2 separate regions of the Mus musculus genome follow, and region 2 is linked to region 1. The links are chromatin contacts, called in public promoter capture Hi-C maps. All regions are on one chromosome and are shown on one strand. Each heading gives the region's core, a stretch centred on a gene start, on an enhancer-like site or on the middle of the called end of the contact. The rest is flanking DNA. Distances are from core to core; before and after follow the strand shown.

Region 1 (7,051 bases), core at 1,779-4,278:
GTATTATTCCTCCCCCGCATACCCTACCTCCACAGGAAAATATTACCCTGAGTTTCTCGTTATTCTCATGTGTTTATTTATATTTTTACAAGTCTATTTATTAAAAATATCATATTTGTCTTGCTTTTAATATTCAAACAGAATTAGTGTATACATACTTCTGCAACTTCCTTTTTCTATTTAACATTATAGCTGTGAGGAAAGATCAGGGTATGTGGAATTCTGGCTAAGCCAACCCAGCAGGTTTTGCTGAAGACAAGTATGTTGAGTAATCTTCACTGTCAGCTTGGCTAGGTTTGAAATTGCCTAGGAGACATACATTTGAGTACGTCTGTGAGGGCATTTCCAGAGAAGTTTAGCTGAAAAGAAAAGACTCACCCTGCCTGTGGGCGGCACCATCCCATACGCTAAAGTCTCAGACTGACCAGAAGGGAGAGAGCTGCACACTCACATTCATCGCTCTGTCTCCTAACTAGACACCTCCAACTCTGGTCACCGTGCCTTTCATGCCATGATGAATGGTAGCTTGTCTATACAAACAAATCAAGATGGGAGGACACCACCTGGAGGCAGGCACAGGATGAAAACCGAATTGAATATGGAGAATAACCAAATTATCAAAAAGGGAGTTATTCTAGGGGTCCTTCAAATGAAGAATGGATAAAGAAAATGTGGTACATCTACACAATGAATACTATTCAGCTATGAGAAATGAAGACATCATGAATTTTGCAGGCAAATGGATGGATCTTGAGACTATCATTCTGAGGGAGGTAACCTAGTCCCAAAGGGACATGGGTGGTATGTATGCACTTATAGGTAGATACTAGCCATAAAATACAGGATGCCCATGCTACACCCCACAGACCCAAGGAGGCTGGGCAGGAGGGAGGGCACAAGCAAGGATGCTTGAGTCTCATTTGGAAGGGGGATTGGAATGGTCATGGAAGTCAGATGGAGCGAGGGAACTTGGTGGGAGAGGGAATGGGGAGGAGAGGGAAATTCAGGATTGGGTTGGGGAGGGGCAGGGGAGATGGCCCGATGACCATGAGAATGAACGGAAATCTGCAACTAATCGGGGGAACGTAGTGGCCATCTTCAGGAAGAAACAGAAACCTGGGATAAGGGAGGTGCCCAAGAATGAATAGGGGCATCCTGAACACTGGGGATATGGAGCCTGGAGAGGCTGCCTGCTATGGCCAGGCAGGAACTCTGGTGGAGCAATAAGGACACCAACCCACCCACAAAACTTTTGACCCAAAATTTACCCTGTCTACAAGAAATGTAGAGGGCTGGTGAGATGGCTCAGTGGGTAAGAGCACCCGACTGCTCTTCCGAAGGTCCAGAGTTCAAATCCCAGCAACCACATGGTGGCTCACAACCATCCGTAACAAGATCTGACTCCCTCTTCTGGAGTGTTTGAAGACAGCTACAGTGTACTTACATATAATAAATAAATAAATCTTTAAAAAAAAAAAAAAAAAAAAAAAGAAATGTAGAGATTGGGGATGGAGCAGAGATTGAGAGAACAGCCAATCAGTAACTGGCCCAACTTGAGACACATACCATGGGCAAGCACCAATCCCTGACACTATTGATACTCTGTTATGCTTGCAGACAGGAGTCTAGCATGGCTGTCCTCTGAGAGTCTCCACCCAGCAGATGACTCAGACAGATAAAGACACCCACAGCCAAACAGTAGATGGAGCTGGGGACTCTTATGGAAGAATGTGAGGAAGAATTGCAGCCCCTAAGGGGATAGCAACTTCACAGGAAGACCAATCGAATCAACTAACCTGGACCTTTGGGGCTCTCAGAGACTTAACTACCACCAAAGAACATACATGGGCTGGACCTAGTCCTCCCTGCACATAGGTAGCAGATGTACAGCTTGGTCTTCCTGTGGGTCCCACATAACTGGAGTGGGGGCTATCCCAAAGGCTGTTGCCTGTGTGTGGGATATGTTTTTCTAGCTTGGCAGCCTTGTCTGGCCTCAGTGGGAAAGGATATGCACCAGACACCAAACTTGGTTCTTAAAGTCCCAGAAGACAGTGTGGTTTCTACTCAAGGCAAAAATGCAGCGTTTCTTGTTTGGTTTCAGACCAGGATTATGCCCAGGGACTGAGGCAAATATTTTACATTTTTACATGTTTACAAAGCAGACATGGCCTCCAGATTCTCCCATCATCCCTCAGACCCTACCTGGCATACCTTGCCTCCAACCTTGAAGTTTCCAGACCAGGGGCCTGGCTGCCCTTCCTCAAGAGGCTCTTCCCTATAAAATTCAGACATTTTGTGCTCTCTCCCTACCCCCTCCCCCATCTCTCCTTCTCCCACCCCGTGTCTCTCTCTGCTCGGTCGCCCTTTCTCTCTTTCTCCTCTCCCCCACTCCTCTCCATGGTGAGTCCCCTGGCCTTAATCCTTGGGGCCAGTTAACTCCCAATAAACCTGCCTTTAATGTAAACTAGTCTGGCTTGAATCGGCTCATTTCACCAGCGGTAGAGAAATGCCTATCATTTCTAAAAGGAAGGGAGAAAGAACAGTAATTTTGGCTGGGCGATCAATCAAAATGATCTACAACTGGGCATTAGACTTGGTGAACTATGTGTTCCTGGAGGGCCCTGAAACGGATGAACTGGGAAGCAGGGCACGGGTGGGATGCACGCTTGTGAGAGCCTTAGCTGCGGAAGCAAGGACAAGAGTGCGCACATGAACTGGAGAAGAAACTCTGACACCCTCGAGTCCTGACAGAAGGAGGCAGAACAGTGAGAAAAGATGAAGAAGAATTCCACAGTGCCCGCCCCCTCCCCACGCCCAGCGCTTCGCGGTCTAGAGTTGTTCTTTAGGAGCGGATCCTTTCTGCACTTCGTCCTCCATCTCTTTTGCGTCATCCACCCCTCTTCCCAGAGAAATTTATGGTCCTTCGCTATTACTATAACTCCTTCCGGGTCGGGGGAGGGTGGGGCACACCTAGTACTGAGATTCGCGTGAGGTGAGGCTCGTAGTCGCGTCCGGTGTTTAAATCTCGCGCAGGCGTGCTAGCTCCCTGTCGCTATGCGGGTGCTTGTAGGTGAGGGAGGGCAGAGTGGCGGGCCGGCTTAGGCTGTAGCCGAGAGCTGAGAAAACAGGCCCACAGGGTGCAGTCTCCTAAGCAGGCAACCTAGCCTTGGTTTCCCAGCCCCAAAAGCTGAATCTGTGCGACCCTGTGACTTTTGTCACCTCTGCATCGCGGGGTGGGTTGGAGAGGCCTGATGTCAGATGGGGACCGCACCCAAAGGGGCCGCCAGCAGATGACCTACCGCCACCCCGCTGAGTAAACAGTTTGTGCTCCCCCATCAGGTGGCGGGACGGGATTCATTGGGACAGCCGTAACCCAGCTGCTGAGAGGCAGGGGCCACGAAGTTAAATTGGTCTCCAGACAGCCTGGCCCGGGTCGAATCACGTGGGTAGGTCGAGCTTCTGGAAGGTGGGTGGGAGGGCAATTTGCGCGGGAAGGACAGTACCAGCCGGCACTGTACTTTCTCCCACAGAGTGAACTCAGTGAGTCGGGGCTGCCCCTCTGCGATGTTGTCATCAACCTGGCTGGAGAGAATATCCTCAACCCTCTGCGAAGGTCAACAGGGCCATAAAGCAGTTATCACCTGTACAGGGGGGAGAGAGGGTCGATGCCTGTGACCCGTGCATGGTAGACATAAACTTGTGCAAGTGTCCCCTTAAGCCTTTGGAGCCTGTTATATATCAGCGTCTACTAAAGCCCAGTGTTGTGGATAAAGAGATATAGCCCATGCCTATTGGGGGCCGGGGGAGAGAGTCCTATCTTCTTAGCCACCCCGAGCTATGCATTAAGACAGGCTTAGGACAACAGACTTACTGGGAGGGGAGCCGGATGAGTGGGGAGGATATGGTCTAGGTGCATGTCTGCACTTTTGACCTTTTCTTTCATTTTCTCTGCAGATGGAATGAAACCTTCCAAAAAGAGGTTCTTACGAGCCGCTTGGATACTACCCACTTGCTAGCCAAAGCCATCACCGAAACTGCGCACCCACCTCAGGCTTGGATTCTAGTCACAGGTGTAGGTACGCTCCCAAATCACCAGCCTCTTACATTAACGGAGCCAGGGAGAACAGAGCAAGCAGTTGAGGCACTTGGGGCTTGCACCCGAATCACAGGTCCTTCCCAGGGTCACTGCCTAGGCCTCCAGCCTTGCAGGTTCTTCCTGACCCAGATCTGTACTGTCACAGTCTGGTCTTTATGGGTGTGGAAAGGCAGAATGGGGGTGTGGGGTACTTGGCTAGAGAGCCTTTATTGGGAGCCCTCAGAGAAAGAGGTGTGGTACGGGTCCTAGTGCGCACAGAAGGCATCTCCCCACTCCCACACCCCTTGCTTTTTTGCACTGCAGTTCTTTATGAAGAGCTCCCTTTGTTGTGTCTCCTTTGAGACCACACAATTGCAAACAATTAAAATGAGTAGTAGCCACCATACTATTATATACATATTATTTAATCCTTACAACTTTATGAGGTAGGTACAGTTACTCCCATACTGAGGATGCAGATTTTTTTCATACGGAGAAGTAACTTGCCAAAAAAAAAAAAAGTCACAGATGTCAAGAATGGTCCAGTTCAAGCAGCTTAGCACCTACGTTTCTGTCCCTACCCACTACAAGCTAGCGGCCTCTGGACACAGCCTGACAGCCAAAAGCTAGATGTTCAGGCATGGACACACAGAGAAGCTCAAGGGGGAAACAGTTATGGTTCTTTCTTCTCCTGTGGAAACCCAAAGGGCAGAGGAGACTGAGGCTAAGGAGCCTTGCACTACAAAGGGCCCAGCAGGCCAGGGACCGCCAGAGCAAACAAACGCTCTTCCATGACAGCTTACTACCAGCCAAGCCTGACTAAGGAGTATGATGAAGACAGCCCAGGAGGGAATTTTGACTTTTTCTCCAACCTGGTAACCAAATGGGAAGCAGCAGCCAGGCTTCCTGGAGAGTCTACACGCCAGGTCGTGGTACGTTCAGGTGAGGACCAAGGGCCTGGGAATCAGGCAACATGGACGATTCCTGGGCTGAGCTTGCAGGGAGAGGACACTATTACTTTAGCTAGCAGAGGGAAAAATCCCCAAAAGACCCACAGCCCTCAACGCTGCCCACTCCACGTGCACACGGGAAGACCATAAGGGAGAAGGGAAAGCAGAGTAGTGCAAATTTTCAAGGCTAAGCAGCCTCCATGTACCACCTCTCTACTTTAGGGGTTGTGCTGGGCCGTGGAGGTGGCGCCATCAGTCACATGCTTCTGCCCTTCCGCCTGGGCCTAGGAGGCCCCATCGGTTCAGGTCGCCAATTCTTCCCCTGGATACACATTGGTGACCTGGCAGGAATTCTGAACTATGCCCTTGAAGCAAACCACGTCCAAGGAGTCCTGAATGGAGTGGCTCCAGCATCTACAACTACCAATGCTGAGTTTGCCCAGGCCTTGGGTGCTGCCCTGGGCCGCCCAGCCTTCATACCTGTCCCCAGCACTGTGGTACGAGCGGTCTTTGGAGAACGTGCCATCATGCTGTTGGAAGGGCAAAAAGTGGTCCCTCGGCGGACACTGGCTACTGGCTACCAGTACTCCTTCCCAGAGCTGAGGGCTGCCTTGAAGGATGTTGTAGCCTGAGCAGAGAAGGAGCCCCAAGGCAGAAGCTGGGGCCTGCTCCCGCACTCTGAGAAGTGGGTCAGGTGATGATCCCTGCACTTGATTGAGATCAGAATCCATCAGGGTCTTAGACTCTGCCCCCCCTCACCCCACTCTCTTCCCATGTTCGTTGATCCACCCCTATCTGAGAAACTCCAGCCTCAAGAATATAATCTCATTCTAACCTTCACCTCTTCAACTTCTTCTGTGGCTTCTGTGTTACATTGTTGCCCTGGTTCTCATATATGCTGTGTAGACAATGTTCTACAGTTATGGCAATAAAGATAGATTACATCGCTAGATCACTGGCTTCCGCTGTCTCTTTGGCTTATATTCCCCTAGAATTATCTGAAGAACTATTACCCTACATGGCTCTTCTCCTAAGCTGGGTTCTTAACGTTTTAACATGCAATCTCTCCTCATCTTTTCCTTTCTCAGTCTCTCTTTCCAAATGAGCTGGTGAGACATGAGGTTATGACAGATTAAAGGCGATACATATAAAGATCTGTCTCCAGTGAGCTCTGGTGTCACCCTGACACCTGTTCAGAGGATGCCAGCAAAAGTGGGAAAAGGGCCCTGTGGGCTAGCCTTCAGCATTTACCAAACAGCCATGAGTTAATATAGTAAACGTGTACAGGTCCCGGCTCGTCATACTGCAGTAAGATGTCAGTGTCCCTCTATAAGCTTGGTCTCTCATCTTCTCAGGAACACTCAGCCTTCCAGGGCACTCAGGGAAGGGAAGATAACCCCAGCCTTCTGCATACCCACCATCATGGCAAGAGAAAAGAGAAGACACCAATCCTAAGCTTAAAAGGCAGCTCTACCAGCCCCCAGTCCAGACCATTCTCTTCTTCTCCCTTGTCATTCCCCTAATCAACTTGTCCCCAACACCTAATCAATCTGGTGTGAAATGAAAATCACCCAAGGAAACAGACAAAGACACTGGGACCCAGAGAGCCACATAGTTAACTCCATGTCACTTGGACTAAGTCAGAGCTAGAAAGGCATCTAATTCAGGGACTTGCTACATGAACCCAGTGGCACCTGCCTTACCTTTTTATACCTCTACCCGACTCTGGCCTCTAAGAAGTTGACTAGCCCTAAATTACTCCTGGGGAAAGTGAAAGTCACAGAGAAGCAGGTTAGACTACACTAGAGGAAAAACTGCTTAACACAATCAAGTAAGGAGTGTGCCACCTTGCAGACAGTACATTCCCCGGCACAGACAGAGTTCAAACAGATACAGAGCAATGACTTGTGGGAGTTAGAATGTAAACAGCTTGTCATGACAGGTCAATGGAGTCCGTCTGTAACCAATCAGGTATCTCGATCCTGATGCTTCAGCTTCCGCTTCCCATACACAGAAGGTAGCAGTG
Region 2 (7,121 bases), core at 4,003-6,502, 310 kb after region 1:
TTTTCCAGGAGGTAAGTCTCTGAATTCAGTCGATGTAACCCAGAGTCTTAGTGCAGAACTCTAGGGCCACAAGCTCTGAGTAACCCACCAGTTCACCTTAATTTTGGTGTCTCCGAACCTTCATGCTTACTCAAGGTGAACTGCAATGATTTGTTTCTACTTGTAATCTGATCAATCTTAGAACTCTTAACTGCTTTTGCCACTCCCCTTGAATGGAAAGGTAAAGATGTCGCCCAAAGGGAAAACCCCATAGCCCTACTTCTGCCCTTCATGAGATTGGGCAAGTCCCTTTATTTCCAGGGCTAGGGTTTCCTCATACGAGAGTCTTGAGCTCAGTGATTTCCATGGGCCAACTTCTGATACGTATCAACAAACCTCTTGCATGATTATTTTTGTAATGTAACTTGCAGGCTGATGACTTCCTCTGCACTTTCTTGCCACGGAAAATCATATCCCTGAGTCAGCTCTTGCAGGTGAGTAGTATAGACCCCTCTGCTCCATCTCCTGACACCTCTCATCACCCATCTGACGGGCATCAGCATGCTGGGAGCTGAGTGAGCCTGGCCGGGTGTGGTGGCACACACGTTTAATCCCAGCACTCGGGAGGCAGAGGCAGGCGGATTTCTGAGTTCGAGGCCAGCCTGGTCTACAAAGTGAGTTCCAGGACAGCCAGGGCTATACAGAGAAACCCTGTCTCAAAAAAAAAAAAAGGCTTGAGCCTGGGTTGGGAGGAAGAGAGATGGAAGGCTGTGTCTGGTGAAGGGAGGAGGCTGGGTAGTGTCTGAGAATAAATTCTACAGGAGGATTCCCTCAATGTGGCCGACCTCTCCTCCCTCCGGGCTCCTCTGGACATCCCTATCCCAGATCCTCCACCCAAGGATGACGAGGTAAGGCATTCAGTGTGCAGAGCCTGAACTCTAAGCCAGTGGCAACACCACCACAGTGTGGCAGCCTCCAAGACTGTTCTAAAGCTGCTTTCCTTATTTTGCCTTAGATGGAAACAGACAAGCAGGAGAAGAAGGAAGGTAATGGAGACCTGGTGAGGAGGGGGGAGGCTGGTGCAGGGATGTGGGTGACATAAAGGCCCCACTCTCATCTTTCTCTTAGTCCCTAAGTGTGGCTACCTCCCGGGGAACGAGAAGCTTCTGGCCTTGCTCGCTTTGGTTAAGCCAGAAGTCTGGACTCTCAAAGAGAAGTGCATTCTGGTGAGCCTGGGCCCTGGGGGAGGTGGGAAGAAAAGCACAGCACAGCTGTGGTCCAGTCAGAGATGCAGGTCTTCAACCCAGAGACCTAATATATAATAAGACTGGCTTTTGTGTCTTGGATATATATGGATGGATATGTGTGTGTGTGTGTATATATCTAGATATCTAGATATATACTTTTTAATTGTGTGTTTGTGTGCACCCAGGCATGTGCAGGTAGGTTTTCCATTTCGTGTATGTACTGGAATTCACTTTGTAGACCAGGCTGGCCTCGAACTCAGAAATCTGCCTGCCTCTGCCTCCCGAGTGCTGGGATTAAAGCCGTGCTCCACCACGCCCGGCACTTTTTTTTAAAGGTTTATTTATTTATTATATGTAAGTACACTGTAGCTATCTTCAGACAAGAGGGCATCAGATCCCATTACAGATGGTTGTGAGCCACCATGTGGTTGCTGGGATTTGAACTCAAGACCTTCGGAAGAGCAGTCAGTGCTTTTAACTGCTGAGCCATCTCTCCAGCCCCGAAGACTCACTTTTGATTCCCAGCACCCACATAGACGCTCACAGCTTTCTGTGACCTCAGTCCCCAGGGAATCCAACACCCTTTTCTGGCCCATGTGGGCACCAGGCATGCACATGGGACATAGGCATGCATATAGCTAAATACCCATAAAGGGGAATTATAAAAAACATACACGTATAAAAAAATAATAACAAGAAATTTTAAGAAAAGAAGTAGTATATTAGGCCTCAGTGATTTTGTTGAGTGAGTCCTCCTTTTAACATAGGTAATCACATGGATCCAGCACCTGATCCCCAAGATTGAGGATGGAAATGATTTTGGGGTGGCAATTCAGGTAAGAATTGGTGACTGAAGACAGAGTGGGAGGAGACTCAAGAGGGAGGGATGGAAACAAGGCCATCACCCGGAGGTCAGAGGAAGAAGAAACAGGAAAGGGGGGGGGATGAACTGTTGTCTTTGCTTCTCACGTCTCTGCAGGAGAAGGTGCTGGAGAGAGTGAATGCTGTCAAGACCAAAGTAGAAGCTTTCCAGACAACCATTTCCAAGTGAGAGCAGCTGCAGGAACCCAGGGACCCTACAGGGATTCTTGAAGCTAGGCGGTTCTTTCAGAGTGATGGGAGACGGGCGGGGTGGGTGGGTGGATGTGGCTGTTTCCATTCACACACATTCCTTCCTTCTCACAGGTACTTCTCAGAACGAGGGGACGCTGTAGCCAAGGCTTCCAAGGACACCCATGTAGTGAGTGCACAGTCCTCCAGTCCTTTAGTTGAGGCTGGCCCCGGGGGTGGAATTGAGGTGGGAAGAAAGAGGACCTGGTCCTGCTTTTTGACTTATACCATGTGGAAGATACTATTCCAAAAAGCAGAGCTGATTAGGGCTCTAATATCTTCGACCCTTACTTACTTCCTTACTTAATACTGTGTGTGTTGGTGCTAAGATGGGGTAATCTTCCAGCTAATCTCTTCTATGTATGAGAAAACAAAGTTAAGAGTCCCGACCTCCCATGGTGCTGACTCAGTTTGCCTCCTCCTTCCCAGATGGATTACCGGGCCTTGGTGCATGAGCGAGATGAAGCAGCCTATGGGGCGCTTAGGGCCATGGTGCTGGACCTGAGGGCCTTCTATGTGAGTGTGGAGTGAGCTCCTGAGGGACGTGGATGCAGGGGGCGTGGGAAGCCAAGAACCTAACTGTATTCCTTTGGCCTTCCTCTAGGCTGAGCTTTATCATATCATCAGCAGCAACCTAGAGAAAATCGTCAACCCGAAGGGTGAAGAAAAGCCATCGATGTACTGAGCTAAGGATTAGAAGGAAAATAAATGATTTATACTTTATGTATATTACCTGTGTTGTTCATTGAGAGCCTCTGGTGTCTATATACCAAAGGAAGGTGAATAAGGTAATGAAAGTGGGAGAGGGTTGACTGGAGGAATGGCTCAGCAGTTAAGAGCACCAGTTGTTTTTCCAGAGGATCCAGGTTTGATTCCCAGCACCCACAAGATGACTAATAACTGACTGTAACTCCAGTTCCAGGGGATCTGGACACCCTCTTCTGACCTCTGCAAACACTAGATATGCACATGTGATGTACAGGCATACATGTAAGCAAAACACTCATCACATAAAAAACAAAAAAGCCAGGCAGTGGTGGTGGCGGCGTACGCCTGTAATCCCAGCACTTAGGAGGCAGAGGCAGGCGGATTTCTGAGTTCGAGGCCAGCCTGGTCTACAAAGTGAGTTCCAGGACAGCCAGGACTGCACAGAGAAACCCTGTCTCGAAAAACCTAAATAAATAAATAAAATAAAATAAAATAAAAATTAAGTGGTTGCAGGAAGTCGAGGAGGGAGGGACTGGAGGTCCATTGTGTTTTTCACAGATCCTTCTAAAGAACAGGGCAGAGCAGGCCACGGTACTGCACACCTTTATTCTCAGTGCTCAGAGGCAAAAGCAGAGGTAAGGGGTTCTCGGTGTTCAGGGCTACCCTGGTTTACATAGCAAGTTGGGGGCTAACCAGGGCTCTTAAAAAAAAAAAAAAAAAAACAGGGTAGAAGACTGCAGCCATGCAGGTAACCCATATTTTACATATTTGAATATGCCAAGGGTATTTTAATCTGATCTCACGAGGACTTCCTAGTAGAGGTTTTGGATCCCTTGTGGGAGGAGTCAGGCTTTGTGGCTGTGGTATGGGAATGAAGAAGGAACAGTTGGGGAGCTGAGAGCAAGCTTGAGGGGAAATGTGGTTACCCTGAGATGTCTCAGTGCTGGCAGAGAGGAAAGATCTTTAAAAGGCATCAAACTAGAGCATATCACCATCTACTGGACAGTACTGGGGGTGGAATTGACCTTTTATCTCTTGCCCACTCCCCCAGTTGGTTTCTGTCTTTACATTTGTTGGGATTTCCATTTTATATTTAATCTGTGTGTATATGTCTGTGAGCGAATGCCACATGTATGCCACCAGATCCCCTGAAGCTGAGTTCACTACTGATTGTGAACCACCTGATAAGGCGCTGGTAACAGAAATTGGGTCTTGACTGCTGAGTCATCTCTGAGCCTTTTTTTTTTTTGACAAGGTCTTCCATAGCCTGGGCTGGCCTTAAACTATGTAACTGAGGCTAACTTTGAACTCTAGATCCTCTTGCCTCTACCTCAGTAGTGGGATTGATTGCAAGTTTAGGATTCACTTCTGAGAAGGTGGTGGAGACAATGGGCCTCTGCTATGTGGCCTGTTAGATGTTCCAAGGGGCTTTTGAAGTAAGGCTCTTACCCTGTTTTAAAATATGGCATAAGAATATTTTGTGTTCTTATCAGTTTGGCGGATTGGAATTCAGTGCTCATATTTAGTCCCTAAAGGGACTTGAACTTTGCATTAAAGACGTTGCACCACAATGAGGAAGCCAAAGGTCAGGGCTTGCAGTTGGGAAGATTAGGCTCCTTATCTATGGTGCAGGGACAAGGTGACAGTGTTGTCACCATTCCCAGCTAGGAGTGAGTACTTCACCTAGCAGTCTTTGCCCGAAGCCCGTAGGGGCAGGCAGAGCAGGTAAACAGGCGAAGCCAACTTGCAATAACCCGCCAAGTCAGAACTGGGTGTGGTGGCACAGGGTCTAGGGCTTTCAACTTCAGAGACAGAGGCAGAAACCTCGGTGAGTTTGAGACCTGCCTGGGCTGAGACTTTGTGGTATCCTCCTTCCCTCAAACAGAACAAAGCAAAACCCAAAACATAAACTAGGTTATTTAGCTAATATGTCTGTGGGCAATTTTCTTTCCTTTGCCCTAGTGCGTTCTTTCCAATTTGCTCCAGGCCAAAATCAAGACTATTTTTTTTAAATTTTGGATTGGGCAAAATAATAATGTCACACCCTATCAGAGAGTACTGCGGAGGCGGGACTCTTGGTTAGGGTATGACCCTGAGCTGGCCTGGGAGCAAGTGCGCCTGCCCGGGAGTGGCTAGAGAGGGGAGTGATTAGAGGGGGTGGAGCTCGGTGCCTCCCGTTGCAGTTGGACCGAATTCTACCTTGCTAGGGACGGGCTGCAGAGAGTGGTCGCCAGGCGTCAGGGGCATCTTACACCCAAGTGAGAAGGGAGGCACAGGGCGAGGCCAAGCTCGCCTCTGGTGGTCAGGGAGCCGCCTTAGTGGGGGTTCGGGTGCCGGCAGGCCCCGCTCGCTATGGGGGAGGTGGAGATCTCCGCCCGAGCCTACGGGAAGATGTGTCTGCACGCCTCTCGGTACCCACACGCTGCTGTCAACGGGTTGTTGCTGGCTCCCGCGACGGGGTCCGGAGAATGCCTCTGCCTCACCGACTGTGTGCCCCTCTTCCACAGCCATCTGGCCTTGTCCGTCATGCTGGAGGTCGCGCTCAACCAGGTTGCGACATTGAGAACCCCACCCCTTGTCCCTCTTCACCCCACCGACCCCTTTAGGACCCTCAGCCTAAATGCATGCGCAGTCCGTTGACCGTGGTGTGCACTGATAAGAGCCAGAGGCATGATTTAGTTACTGACGGCCCCTTTCTCACGACAGGTGGATGTGTGGGGCGCGCAGGCCGGTCTGGTGGTAGCTGGGTACTACCATGCCAATGCGGTTTTGGATGACCAGAGGTGAGTTGGGAAGCTAGGGGTGGGAAGAGAGATAATTGTGGCAATTGTGGGTGAGGTACAGATGGACCAAAGTCGTTCCTTTTACCTTTATTTTTTTTTTTAATCAAGTGTTGGCAGCAGGGCTGTATGCCAGATATTACTGAGTACAGGAGTGAGGAGGTATCAGAGATCAATATGACAGAATCCTGCCCTGAAGGAGCTGCAGTGGGGGAGGGACAGACAGACTGAGGTGTCTGTAAGAACTGAGGAAGTGCGACCAGTAACTTAAAAGCGACTTTAAAAAGTATATGTTATATAAATATACTCTACAGACCAAATGCATTTGCTATGGGTTAATTAAGTTCGATCTATTGTCATTTGCTTCCCTCTCTGCACTCAGTACATTCGATGTCTTTCCATCTCGGGATCCACCTCACCCTAACAGCTGTACAGTATGAATATGAACAAACTGTAACTTAGTTACTGCAGTGAACATTGAAGTTATCTCAGTTTTTAAATGCAGAGGTCTTATTACAGTAAAAAAAATTTTTTTTAATTATATTATTTGTTTTTTGAGACAGGGATTCTCTGTGTAGCTCTGGTTGTCCCAGAACTCGATCTGGAGACCAAGCTGGACTTGAACTCATATCGTCTGCCTTTGTCTCCTGAGTGCTGCGACTACAGTTGTGTTCCACCATGCCCAGCTAAAAATATATTTTTTAATAGCAGGAAGAAGAAAAAAATATATTTAATATGAGCATGCTAGAATGAGGGACAAAGAGATCTGTTAAAACACTGTTATTCCCCAAGCCTGTCTCCTGGGTGAGTGAAGTTTAAATAAAGGGACAAGGATATCCATATCTAAGCAGTCAGAAGCAAGGCGTGGTCGTGCCTACCACTGACCCCTTTGTATTTTAAGTCATCTGTGACAAGCTGTGTAAACCTCTTGAAGCTGTACATACACAATGAAACAGATGCTGGGAGGGCCTCTGAAGGCCCGCCATTATACCTGGATGCCAAGCCCTGCCATGTAGGTCTGGGTCTGTTTTGACCACAGTGGCCAGATGACATGGGAGAATTGGGGTTCCCTTTTGGGGATTCTTAGTCTTATTAATAAAAGAATTTTAAACTCAATGGCAGGAGCTGGAGAGATGGCTCAGCAGTTAAAAGCACTGGCTGCTCTTCCAGAGGACCTGGGATCAATTCCCAGCACCCACATGACAACTTACAACTGTCTGTAACTCCTGCTCCAGGGATCCAACACCTTCATTCAGACATACATGCAGACAAAACACCAATGCACATAAAATAAAAA

The links. Capture Hi-C pulls out chosen DNA fragments and counts their contacts.
Region 2: a contact with region 1 is called in a promoter capture Hi-C map of liver. The contact joins the promoter of Emc9 here to the promoter of Sdr39u1 in region 1. A contact is called at or near these places in 4 of 39 promoter capture datasets (the 3T3-L1 cell line, the C10 cell line, neural stem cells and 1 more), 4 of 115 datasets of contacts at active chromatin or transcription factors (bone marrow-derived macrophages, embryonic stem cells, memory CD8 T cells and 1 more) and 3 of 9 other capture datasets (adipose tissue, embryonic stem cells and liver).

The regions. Positions count from the first base shown.
Region 1 is chr14:55,896,209-55,903,259 of GRCm38.p6, reverse strand. It overlaps Sdr39u1 (short chain dehydrogenase/reductase family 39U, member 1), which reads left to right and starts at 3,028. Exons shown (of 6, transcript NM_001082975.1): 1 at 3,028-3,070; 2 at 3,340-3,446; 3 at 3,531-3,613; 4 at 3,955-4,076; 5 at 4,874-5,017; 6 at 5,248-5,975. The coding sequence starts at 3,055. The coding sequence ends at 5,657. Khnyn (KH and NYN domain containing) reads right to left here. Exons shown (of 8, transcript NM_027143.3): 8 at 4,480-7,051.
Region 2 is chr14:55,583,385-55,590,505 of GRCm38.p6, reverse strand. Emc9 (ER membrane protein complex subunit 9) reads left to right here and starts at 5,252. Exons shown (of 5, transcript NM_033146.1): 1 at 5,252-5,594; 2 at 5,751-5,827. The coding sequence starts at 5,397. Psme2 (proteasome (prosome, macropain) activator subunit 2 (PA28 beta)) reads left to right here. Exons shown (of 11, transcript NM_011190.3): 2 at 1-11; 3 at 411-473; 4 at 801-887; 5 at 995-1,025; 6 at 1,108-1,205; 7 at 1,994-2,062; 8 at 2,206-2,273; 9 at 2,412-2,466; 10 at 2,766-2,852; 11 at 2,941-3,066. The coding sequence ends at 3,021.